Regions from separate parts of the Mus musculus genome. Here all the other regions are linked to region 2. The links are chromatin contacts, called in public ChIA-PET and HiChIP or PLAC-seq maps. All regions are on one chromosome and are shown on one strand. Each heading gives the region's core, a stretch centred on a gene start, on an enhancer-like site or on the middle of the called end of the contact. The rest is flanking DNA. Distances are from core to core; before and after follow the strand shown.

The links. ChIA-PET counts read pairs in DNA pulled down with a chosen protein or histone mark. HiChIP or PLAC-seq counts read pairs in DNA pulled down with a chosen protein or histone mark.
Region 1: a FOXA1 HiChIP or PLAC-seq map of pancreatic cancer cells shows a contact between it and region 2. The contact joins the promoter of 4930573C15Rik here to the promoter of Pan3 in region 2. A contact is called at or near these places in 4 of 39 promoter capture datasets (the C10 cell line, erythroid cells, hippocampal neurons and 1 more), 1 of 484 Hi-C or Micro-C datasets (large pre-B cells) and 1 of 115 datasets of contacts at active chromatin or transcription factors (pancreatic cancer cells).
Region 3: an RNA polymerase II ChIA-PET map of memory CD8 T cells shows a contact between it and region 2, with 6 read pairs. The contact joins the enhancer-like site here to the promoter of Pan3 in region 2. A contact is called at or near these places in 2 of 484 Hi-C or Micro-C datasets (CD4 T cells and CD8 T cells), 4 of 115 datasets of contacts at active chromatin or transcription factors (bone marrow-derived macrophages, memory CD8 T cells, pancreatic cancer cells and 1 more) and 2 of 9 other capture datasets (adipose tissue and liver).
Region 4: an H3K4me3 HiChIP or PLAC-seq map of bone marrow-derived macrophages shows a contact between it and region 2, with 5 times the contacts expected there. The contact joins the promoter of Mtus2 here to the promoter of Pan3 in region 2. A contact is called at or near these places in 1 of 39 promoter capture datasets (second pharyngeal arch cranial neural crest), 2 of 484 Hi-C or Micro-C datasets (embryonic fibroblasts and ventral hippocampal neurons) and 6 of 115 datasets of contacts at active chromatin or transcription factors (bone marrow-derived macrophages, embryonic forebrain, extraembryonic endoderm stem cells and 3 more).

What each region holds. Positions count from the first base shown.
Region 1 is chr5:146,702,486-146,705,185 of GRCm38.p6, reverse strand. It overlaps 4930573C15Rik (a long non-coding RNA gene), which reads right to left and starts at 1,349. Exons shown (of 2, transcript XR_868703.2): 1 at 999-1,349.
Region 2 is chr5:147,428,879-147,431,578 of GRCm38.p6, reverse strand. It overlaps Pan3 (PAN3 poly(A) specific ribonuclease subunit), which reads right to left and starts at 1,423. Exons shown (of 19, transcript NM_028291.5): 1 at 570-1,423. The coding sequence starts at 999.
Region 3 is chr5:146,770,847-146,773,546 of GRCm38.p6, reverse strand. The region is part of intron 1 of Usp12 (ubiquitin specific peptidase 12); the gene reads left to right. Among named protein-coding and RNA genes, the nearest start is that of Usp12, 23 kb to the left of the region's middle. Within about 2 kb of position 1,311, at least 72 of the 459 cell types and tissues checked have an H3K27ac peak or open chromatin away from gene starts, as enhancers often do. A contact at or near this core is called in CD8 T cells, adipose tissue, liver and 1 more, where this site is marked.
Region 4 is chr5:147,955,997-147,958,696 of GRCm38.p6, reverse strand. Mtus2 (microtubule associated tumor suppressor candidate 2) reads right to left here and starts at 1,377. Exons shown (of 15, transcript NM_001359503.1): 1 at 976-1,377.

The DNA.
Region 1 (2,700 bases), core at 100-2,599, 730 kb after region 2:
ATCAAAGACATAATGTTGAATGATAAAAAGCCAGAGACTTAAGGGTACCCTGGCTGTGAATACGTTTATTTAACTTCTAAAACCAGATACCACAAATCTACAGCGCTAGACGTTCAGATAATACTTCTGTCGGAGCAAAAGGCTGAGGGGATTGACTGACTGAGTGTGGGAAGGGGATGGGGACACCAGGACACAGGAACGCTCTTCACCAACGATTGTCTGGCTGCTGCATGCACAAACATGTACACACACAACATTCTGTTAGAATGTGTGCATCTTACTATCCACATGACACCAATTTAGAAAGAAAGAAAGAAAGAAAGAAAGAAAGAAAGAAAGAAAGAGAGGGGGGAGGGAGGGAGAGAGAGAGAGAGAGAGAGAGACCATCCTTTTTAGCCACTGAGTAATATCACTGACTGGTTGTCTGCTGGTAGCATGGAACAAAGCCATAGGACAGATTCACCCAGGTACTCAATCAGCCCTTGGGCCTGGGTCAATGGGAGTGGCTATCTGCACATCTCATTTTAGCCCTAGATTTAAAAATTAATTACGTTTGTTTGTCTCCTAGGCACCACTCTTTAAAACAGTAACAATGTGGGCCAGAGAGATGGCTCAGTGGTTAAAAACACTGGCTGTTTTCACAGAGGATCTGGGTTGGGTTTCTGGCTCTCAGTTGGCACACAACCATATTAATCTCCAGATCCAGGGGGAATCTGATGCCCTCTTCTGGCCTCCTTGGGTACTGCATGCATGTGTTGCGCATAGCCACATACAGGCAAACATTCATACACGTAAAATAACCATCCCTTCATCGTACACATAAAATTGTACACATAAAACCACCCCTTCATCATACACATAATATAAAAATAATGATAAAAATCATTTTTAAAATTACAGCAATCTTTGTCCCAGCTGCCATGTGGCCCCTTTCCTAGTTTGGGGAAGGGGGCCTTCAGATTCCTTGAGAAATTCTCATTGCCCTGTGACTCTCTTACTTATGGTAGAAGTGGGGCCAGCCAGACCCTGCTGTCGTTAGCATCAGGTTGAATGGAGACGGAACGGAGCTCTGAGAGAGCTAGCTCCAGGAATGATCAATTCTCAGACATCCACTTTCCAGGAAGTGGAAGGCCTCTGGTCTGCCACGGGGCTGTGCTGGCTTGAGGGCCACTCGGGCTAAGCTGGGTATGGAAGATACTGATTACAAAGCCATTTGTAACCCGTGGTTGGGTAATATAACCATCCCTTCCTCAGCGTGCTGGCCACAGTTCTCTGCCAGGCCAGGAGTTATGGGTTTTTTATTGGTGCTACAGGGGTGATATTTGAGCAGCCTTAGCGCTTAGTCATTTCTGGTTATCAGTGAACTGTAATGTTTCAAACTGCCGGGGGGATGGTCAGAGATAAACTTGGGCCAGCTGCAGACTGAGTGGCGCCTGTGACTGGCTTCACGTGTGTTGTGGATACTCTTTCTATACATCTCTTTCCTCTTTCTCCTCCTCCTCCTCTACCCTTTCCTCCCCTCCTCCCCTTCTCCTTCTCCCCCTCCTCCTTCTCTACCACCAGCACCACCAACTCCCCCCTTCTTTTTAATAAGTTGTGGGATGATACATCATTTTTTTTAACCTAGACATATGTATAATGAAAAAAAAAACCCTCAGATGCAAAGGTGAGAGATGGTCCTATTGACAGCTGTTTCCTTCTTTGCTTTTCCTTCTCTCTTGCTTCTCAGTCATTTGGCCTAGAACAAGTGGATTTGGGGGACAGAATTGACCAGAAAAAAAAATTTTTAAGGCAGTCAGTTCAGGGCTGGAACAGGGCATGTCTCTTCAGATTTCTGAGCTCAAGGCCAGCCTGGTCTACAGAGTGAGTTCCAGGACAGCCAAGGATACACAGAGAAACCCTGTCTTGAAGCCCGCCACCCCCCCCCCCAAAAAAAAGAGAACCAAATAGACTTTGTAGCCACATCAGTCTCCTAGGTACATCACAAGGGCTGCAGGTACAGATGTTACATCGTATCCAAACAAGATGATCTCTGAGGTCCTCTAACTGCCCCGGGAAGCACACTGAAACGTCTCCAGGGGAATCTGCAGGGTAGCTCATGTTTGTGTCAGTTTGATCTCTAGCGAAGGGCATCTGGATCCTTCCTCGAGAAAACCGAGAAAACCATGGTGTGGCAGGTGAGGACCCTGAATGTCTTTAACGGCAGCACTTGAGAGGCAGAGGCAGGAGGATCTCTTTGAGTTTGAGTGCATCCTGCTCTACGTAGCATGTCCCAGACTATCAGGGGGTTACACAGTGAGACTCCCAAAGTCTTCCCCTTGACCTGCAGAGGTCTCTTATTTTATTTCAATGGTGTCTCTCACTTATGTACCTAGTAGTGCATTTGGTTGTAAGGGAGTGAGAAAAATTCCACTCTCTACAGTTAAAGGGGAAAGTCTGGCAGCTGCAAAGGGGGGAAGCAGGTCTCCAAGCAGGTCTCTGAACGTAGGGTACTGACAAGATCGTTGGACACTTTAAACCATTCATACCATTCCTGGGGCTTATGGGAACCCCTTAAACAGCACCTTTTCTCTTTGCCTTTACCCAAATAATATCTTAAAATAACCTCTGTTGCACCCCTAGTGCCAGGCTGAGTCTGAGTAGCCATCAAGGCAGACAGGCATCCAGCCATCAGGGATGGTGGTAAGCGGCTGGTTGGTG
Region 2 (2,700 bases), core at 174-2,673:
GCTCTCTATTAAACCTGTGCTTACTTAAAAATAAATAAATGAATAAAGCTGATCTTCATACACCTCTCCTCCCCGCACCCCCACCCCTGGCCCCGGACATCCTTTAGAAGGAGTTCCCAGCCGGCAACTTTCGGCAGCCCGCGCTCCACGCGAGCACGCACCGACACATGTGCTCGCAGACCCAGCCCCTTTCCACGCACACGCGCGCGCGCGCGCACACACACACACACACACACACACACAAACCCGGAAGCGACACCCCCTTGCTTCCACTCCGCAGCCCATCCCCCCTGCTCCCCGCACCCCACTCCCAGCGCCCCCCACCCCACCCCAATTACACCACGACCGTCCGTCCACCCACGCTCCCGGGAACCCGCCTCCCCTAGCTCCGGGGTTTGCCCCGAGCGGCGGAGCCCAGAGAGGAAACAGGAAGAAGGAAGGAGGGCTGCGCAGGGCCTAGGCCTCTCCTGCGGCCCGGAGGTGAGGGGAAGCGGGCAGGCTCAGGCCTCCTCCCCGCGCCCGGACCGCACCAACCCCGCACCGCACCACCCCGCCCGGGCCTCACTTACTCGCCACCCGCGGGCCATCGAGTCCGCCGCCCGCGGTCGCCGCCCCCGGGACGCCCAGCTCCGGCTTCTTGGGCCCCGCGGGCGGCCCCGCTCCCCCGCCCGGGAGCGCTCCCGGAGGAAAGGCGGCCCCGGCCGCGGCCGCTAGCGCCAGCGGGACGCTGTTGCTATGGAGGCCAAGCCCCGGGGCCGCGCCGGCGGCTGGGTCCTCGTGCAGGAACTGACACTCCTCGCCGTAGAAGCACGTCTTGTCCTTGGCGTAGTAGCGGCAGTACTTGAGCTTCACGCCCGCCGCCGCCGCCGGCCCGCCGGGGACGCCCCCGACGCCCGACGAGGCCGCCACCGCCACCGCCACGGCCGCCGCCAGCGAGGACGACGACGGCGAGGCAGCGGCCGAGGGCGGCGGGAGGCCACCGCCGCCGCCACTGTTCATGGCCACGCCGCAGCCGCGTCCCCCGCCGCCACCATAGACGAGGGCGGGAAGGAGCCGCCGCCGGAGCCGGATGGAAGCCGGGCGGGCGGGTTGGGCCCCGCTGAGGGAGCCGGAGCCGCCCGGGGAGGGGGAAGGGCGGGCGGGCGGCGAGCAGGGATTCTCCCTCTCCCTCTCCGCTGTCCTTAAAGGGGCCGCGCGGGACGCCGCGGTGGGCGCGCGGCCGGGGCTGCGGGGAGAAACGACCCTGAGGCGGCGGCGACCGGAAGCTGTGGGGCAAAGGCACGGCGGGAGGGAGCCGCCGGTTTGTTTTTAAACTCTTGCCCTCCGCTCGCTCGTCGGCTCGCGCTCCGGGTCCTCCCGACTTGTTTATGCCATTTTCCTCTTCCTGAGACGCTCGCCGCCTCTGCGCCTGCGCGAGTGGCGCGGGGCCTTGTGGGTAGGAGGCCTGGCCCGGGGGTGGGGGACCGCAGGCGTGGCCCCCACGGGGCGTCCGCGAGCTGACCGGAGGCGGTTGCTTCAGCCCGAGCCCTCGGAGGGAGGCCTTCCCCACGGCGGCGGCGCCGAGGCTCTCACGAGACCCGGTGGTAGTCCGCTTGGAGGGGAAAACACAAAATGACAGTCCGTCTCAGGTCCTTGGAAGGGGACGCAGCCCAACCTCGCTCCCCGGAGAGGAGAGTTTGCTTCCGTTTGTCACGTTTCCTCTCCCTTTCCCTGTGCTCCGCCACCCCTCTAGCCTTTGTTTTTTTTTTTTTGTTTTTTTTTTTTAAATCCTCCCCCTCGAAGGTGATGGACTACTGGCCAGATAGCCTTAGCTTCTGGGCTCTTTGTCAAAAGATGGAGCCAGAACCCTGGATGCCACCAAACCCCTGCTTAGAGCAGCACCTGTTTCCTCCGCTTTGATGGCCCTCGGGATTTTTTTCTCTCAAAGGTGCCACCTGGGACAGTGCTACCTTGGCAGCACGGGAAGACCCAATTCCAAATGTGCTGGAATGTTTTCCTACTCTGCATTCGAAATTCACTTTTTAAAAAAAAGTTTTCCCCTCATTGATTTCCAATTTGCTCCCCCCACCACCACCTTTTTTTAAAGGGGAGAGGCGTGAAGACAATTGAACCGCAGTGAAGTGAAAAATTGATATTAGGGTTTTAGAAATCTTCTCTAAAAGATTTTCTCAAAAGACAAATCCCTGTTATGAAAAGGACGGGTGTGGGCAGCATTTAAGGAATCGTGGCAGCCTGACGAAGTCACAAAAGAATATATAAAGTTTCACACTGCCAAAAGGGTGAGGTTGAGATGCATGCTATATAGATCCCAATCTGGTAAGCCTAGTGATGCTGCCCAGGGAAATTCTAAGCTGCTATCTCTGCGTGGACGCAGTGTTCACTCATTTAAATATCCAACAGGTATTTGTTAATGTTAATTACATGTTCCCAAGGAGCTGGGGATGCAAAAGTTAACCAGATGCAGTCGGACCTGAATTCAGAGGGCTTATTTATCCTCCGGCTAATGAGGCATAAGATGTGAATTAGTGTCTAGTGTTAACATCAGCTGTTAGAGGGGATTTAAAGAGTTGAACTCCTACTGAGAACTGTTGGGGAGTGGGGAGAGTGTTTACAGCATCCTTGAATTCAGACCTGCCTTTGGAACCTGCTTGCTTCTCTGTGTCTCCTTTGTACATTTGAGATTAAGTAAGTATCCACTTC
Region 3 (2,700 bases), core at 62-2,561, 660 kb after region 2:
TCCCCTGAGCCTTTCACACCTGTGTACACTTTAAGGCAACATTCCGTCACCTGTTTGCCCCAGCAAAACACCATCCAACCGACTTCCAAAGACCCTTCAGTTTCTACTTCAATGACACCACGTAAGACTCTGGGTGGCAGTGCCGAGGGCGTGCATGCTCTACATCTGCTCCCTTCCTTGCTGGGGAGGAAACAGAGGCTACCTGGTTACTCCGGGCGATGCTGCGGTTCATGTGGGAACTAGGTCAGGAGTGCAGCTTCCACTGCCAGCCTGTCTGTGGTGTGGGCTGGATAGCAGGCATTTGTGGCGTAACCAAGTAGCTGTAGTAAGGCTCCCTAGGGAAAAACCATGGCCTCTGATGTGCGCCCCAAATATTCCAGAGTGTGGTCTACTTCTGTTCTCATAGGCTGGTCAGTCAGTGTTGGAGCATGAGTTTTTATTTTGTTTTGCTGTTGCTGCTGCCTGCCTGCCTTCCTTCCTTCTCCTCCTCCTCCTTCTCCCCTCTCCCTCCTCTTCTTCTTTTCTACACAGGGGGCCTCACTATGTCGCTATGCCTGTTCTGGAACACTCTATGTAGATCAAGTTGGCCTAGAACTCTCTGAGGACCAGGATGCCATTGAACCCATAGGCCGCAGCCTCCTGAGTTCTAGCATTAGATGTGCATGTGGCTTTTATTTCAAGAATCAAATTCAACAAGCAAGGCCAGAGGATGACAAGATACACAGATTGGGAGTTTCACTACTTCTCAGCCTTTTGGCAGACACCAAATTAGAAGTCATCTTGGGTTGGCAAGATGGCTTAGCGGTTAAGAGCACTGACTGCTCTTCCGAAGGTCCTGAGTTCAAATCCCAGCAACCACATGGTGGCTCACAACCATTCATAATGAGATCTGATGCCCTCTTCTGGTGTGTCTGAAGACAGGTACAGTGTACTTACATATAATAATATATAAATTTTTGGGCGGGAGCTAGCAGAGATCCTGAGTTCAATTCCCAGAAACCACATGGCCTGTAACCTTCTGTACAGCTACAATGTACTCATATATATAAAATAATAAATAAAATAAAATTTATTTTTAATAAAAAAGAAGTCTTCTCTGATCCCACCCCGTACTCTCTTTCTCTGGTGCTTCTTAATACAGTATAAATATGGTTTTTTTTCTTGTATCATTTGTTGATCTCAGTGGGTTTTTAGGACAGGTATGAGGGTTAAGCTTCGTTCCATACGGTGTGAGGCTGTGGTGTCTGCACTGGCCTGTACTTGAGTTCTCAGCCTGCTCTCGGGCTGAGGCGGGCTGAGGTGTTCGCACCCTCCCTGCTGCTCACACCCTCCCAGCTGGGCGCCTGCTTCCTTCCCCCCTGAAGCTTTCTTAGTCTCCCAAGGTCACGCGGGATTCCCCACCCCTCAGCCGCTTTCTCCTTCCTGGTTGGCCGATCTCTCTAATGCCTTGACCTCAGCTGACCCTGTTCAATGTTCAACCTGGCAATGAGAAGCGCTAGCTTCTAAAATAAGGTTGGAGCAGGAAACTGAGAAAGATTTATTGAACTTTCCCATTTATTTAAACAGCAAGAAAAGCAAGAAATAATAGTTTAGCATAAACTGTAGTGTGCAAACACAATGTGTACTTAAATTTCCTATATAGCAGGTCTGAATGCTGGACATTCATTTATTTCTCACATAAACATGTACATTGTTCATAATCAACTTTTCAAAGTAACATGTCCTTGTCAGTACCCCCCCCCCCCAGCCTTAGCTATGGACATTGGATGCAGGAGATTTCTAATTTCTAGCGCATTTCTACAGATACAAGGTTTATCCTACAGTAAGTTAATTCTTTTCATGAGAACAGTACAGGTTATCAGCTTGCTTCCATGCGATTTTGTATTTCTGAAACAGGGAGAAGGAAGGCTTGTTCGATGTGTTTCGTGTCTGAGAGGGAAGTTGTCAGGTGGTGTCCTTGCTTTACCAGCAGGGTTTAGCACATTACTGCTTTCTTATTATCGGAGTGATGGCCACAGTCTCTGCAGCTTCACCTTCATCCTTTGGTGATAATCTCTCTGTATAGAAAGTCCTCATCTTTCCAAAAATTTGTCCTGGACATTCAGGAGAGGTGCACCTGGCATTTGCTTGTGGCCTGCAAGGTCTTATATCTGTGTGTCTTAATTATCTGTATCTAATACAATCTAACACCATAATTCTCTGTAATAACAATATTGACCTGTGAGGCTGGTTCCTCCCTGTCTTTTGTTCTAGTCGTTGGTCTTTGGCGGACTGTTCCACATTGACTCACCTGTCCATGTTTTAGGGAGGTGAAATGGCCGCCTTACCTACTTGTAGATGGAAAGAGGGCACAGTGGCATGGGTTCTGTTCCTCAGGAAACCCATGTCTGGGCAGAGACGCACCGCTCAACCACTTAATGCTGTGGCCCAGAGCAGACTCGGGCTGCAGCTTCACAGTCCTGCTCTAGCGTGCCTGCTGTCTGTCCTTCCATAGTGGCTTCATCCTCTCATGCGATTGGTTTTTATAAAATATTTGGGGGTGAGGGTGTCCACACAGGATTTCTCTGTGCAATAGCTCTGGCTGTCCTAAAACTCTCTGGAGACCAGACTGGCGAGATCCACCTGCTTCTGTCTCCTGAGCGCTGGGATTAAAGGTGTGTGCCACCATCGCCTGGCAACAGTTTTGTTTTTAATGAAATG
Region 4 (2,700 bases), core at 128-2,627, 530 kb before region 2:
CACATAACAAATGCCATCACCAGAAACCAGTAAGAACAAGATGCGTATCTGATGTTTTCCACTCTCATCTTTGTACCTGAAAAATTACGGTACGTGTGAGCAGAGATCTTTAATAACTGTCAACACACGATTAGCTATGTCCACGTGACAGCAAAATACAACTACCTAACAACTTAAAAGCCAAAACGGCTATGTGACAGGGATCTATTTCTTTAAGTCACTTCCCACCTATTTATTGTCAGAGACGTCCCACTGGTTTTCATAACAGACTTAAAAAAAAAAAAAAAGCCTGTTTTGTGTCTTAACGCTTGAGAGTCTACGGTATGAATTTTTCTTTTGAAAGGACCTCCTGTCGCCTTTAAATGATACCAAAACCATCTCATGCTTATCCTGAAGGAAAGTTTTGAGCTAAGACAGAAATTATGGCTCTGACTTCCTGCGCTCTTACGTTCTCTGGTAACCGCTCCTAACTTTACCAACCAGCAAATATTCCTGTGAAGCACTTACATAACAAAAGAGTGCAGGCGCCTCTGGCACGCCGCCAAGCGTACTTCTCTGGGTGTTTGTATTTAAAATAGAACGGTAGTAACATCACTTGCAAGCCTTTCCCTGCACAGACTCAGAATGAAGGGGGTTGAAAAATGGATGGAGCAAGCCTTACCATTCTAGGGCTCCAAGGAAATAACACATCGGTGCTAAATTAAGACGAAGACACGGACCGAATTATCCCGAGCTGGGGGTGGAGAGGGGTGGGAGCTCGCTTAGGCTAACCCGCTGTCGCCTCTGAAACACCGTGCTCAACCTGACATCCCCGGAAGGTGCGAGTGGGTTGCAGCCTCTCTCCGGCGGAGCAGAAGATGTGGGCAGCGGGGAGCGGGCTCTCTGATGCCAGAGAAGCCAGCAAAAGGCACCGCCTCCGCCCCGCTCTGCACCTGTCTCCAGCCGGATCGGGACGCGCGGACAGCAGTCGCTCACCTGGGTCTGGAGGAGCCAAGAAGGATGTGCAGAGAGACCAGAGCAGCCTCCGGGAGCATCCCGGGCCGGGCTACCTCCGCACGCAGCTCCTTCGCAGCTGGAGTTTGCAACGCGCCCACGCGTCCAGACTCCTGACCCACCCGGGTCTTCTGCAACTTGACAGAGCGCGGGCTGAGGTGGCGCAGGTGGCGAGCTTAGGGCACCGGGGTACCTGGGGCCGTGGCCGCAGCCAGCCCTCCGCCCGCGCACTTCACCACTGGGCACCGCCCAAGCCGCCGGGCTCTGATCACAGGGATGGCCCGGGCTGAGGACGCCTCGCCGGACAAAGACGCCGCTCCCGCCCACCCTCCAGTGAGGTGCCGTCCGCGGTGACAGAAGCCGGGCTGCAGCGGCCCGAGGCGCGCACCCCCTCCCGGCCGCCCGGAGATGCTCGCGAGCCCCGGCGCCTCCTCTCGTCCGGAGCCCCGTGGGGGGAGCCGAGCGCCCTCTGCTGGCCCGACACGACCCGGCAGCTCACGGGACCACAGTGGTCCGGAGCATCCAGCCTCAGACCCCAGAGAAAGGAGAAGCAGCCTGAGGTCGCTGACCTAGACTCCTGACTCCCACGAGTGGGATGTGCTGTGGTCCAATCGGAAGAGAGAGCCTCTTTTAATTGCGTGCAGCAGGAAGAATTGGGGTCCAGCGGGTGAACTCGCAAGGGATGTAGCGGGGCTGATGGACAGGAGACTAAAGAAGTCTCTGTAAGGGTTTTGTGTGTGATTGTGTGCGGGTTTGGCGGGGGTGGGGGTGGGGGAGTTGGGGTGTTTGAGGCAGGATCTCACTTGAGACTCACAGATATCCTCTTGCCTCTGCCTCCAAATCTAGGGGTAATGCATAGCCGGCTACCCACTTGAAAGACTCTTGTCTCAACGCAAGCTTGTCTGCTTCGTAGTTCACAACGTTCCTCAGAAGTAAACATGAACGCAGGACTTCTCAGTAGCCCTTCCAGGTCGCCTGAAAGCAGCGCACCTGGGAAGCCTGAAGACAGCCGGGGGGCTTCTCCAGCCTCTGGCTCACAAGATTTGGGACAGACTGACAGAGAAGACAATGAGATGCTGGCTTACTGATGTGCTTGCTCGCTTTCTCTTGGGGGTCGGGAGTGTGGGGAAAATGGGCTCCCTCCCCCACCCCAGCATTGCTGTGCCGAGCAACATTTTATACCAGCTGAATTTTTGTACTAACTGGTCTATATTGTGAAGGGAAATCATGAAAGAGCACTTTTCACACGGCTGTCTTTTTACATTATTCTATGTGGCCTCCCATTTCTTCTGGAGGAATCTAGGGCACGTTTTATCGCTTTTCCTGTCACCTTCGGGTGTTAACAAGCGGTCTGACTGGCTGTTATTACAAAGTCCAGTCCAATCTAAATCAAACTTTAAGCTCATTTCATTTAAGCCTTCGCCCCTCCCTTCCCCTAACTCACAAACCCCAGCCTGACTTAAACCTAGAAAGATAGTAAAGCCTCCTTTGTGCCATTCACTTTCCTATTTGGGTGCTCTGTGAAGCCCATGCCTCCCAGGTGCAAGGAATGAGGTCCTGGCGCTACAGCTCCTTCCTCGGGCCACTCCCACTCCTCCAGGGACTCATCCCACCCCCACCCCCATCCCACAGGCAGACCTGACCATCTTCCACCACATCGGCTGACAGTGTTCATTAAACTCTCTACAGAAGCTCTGGTTAGCTTCT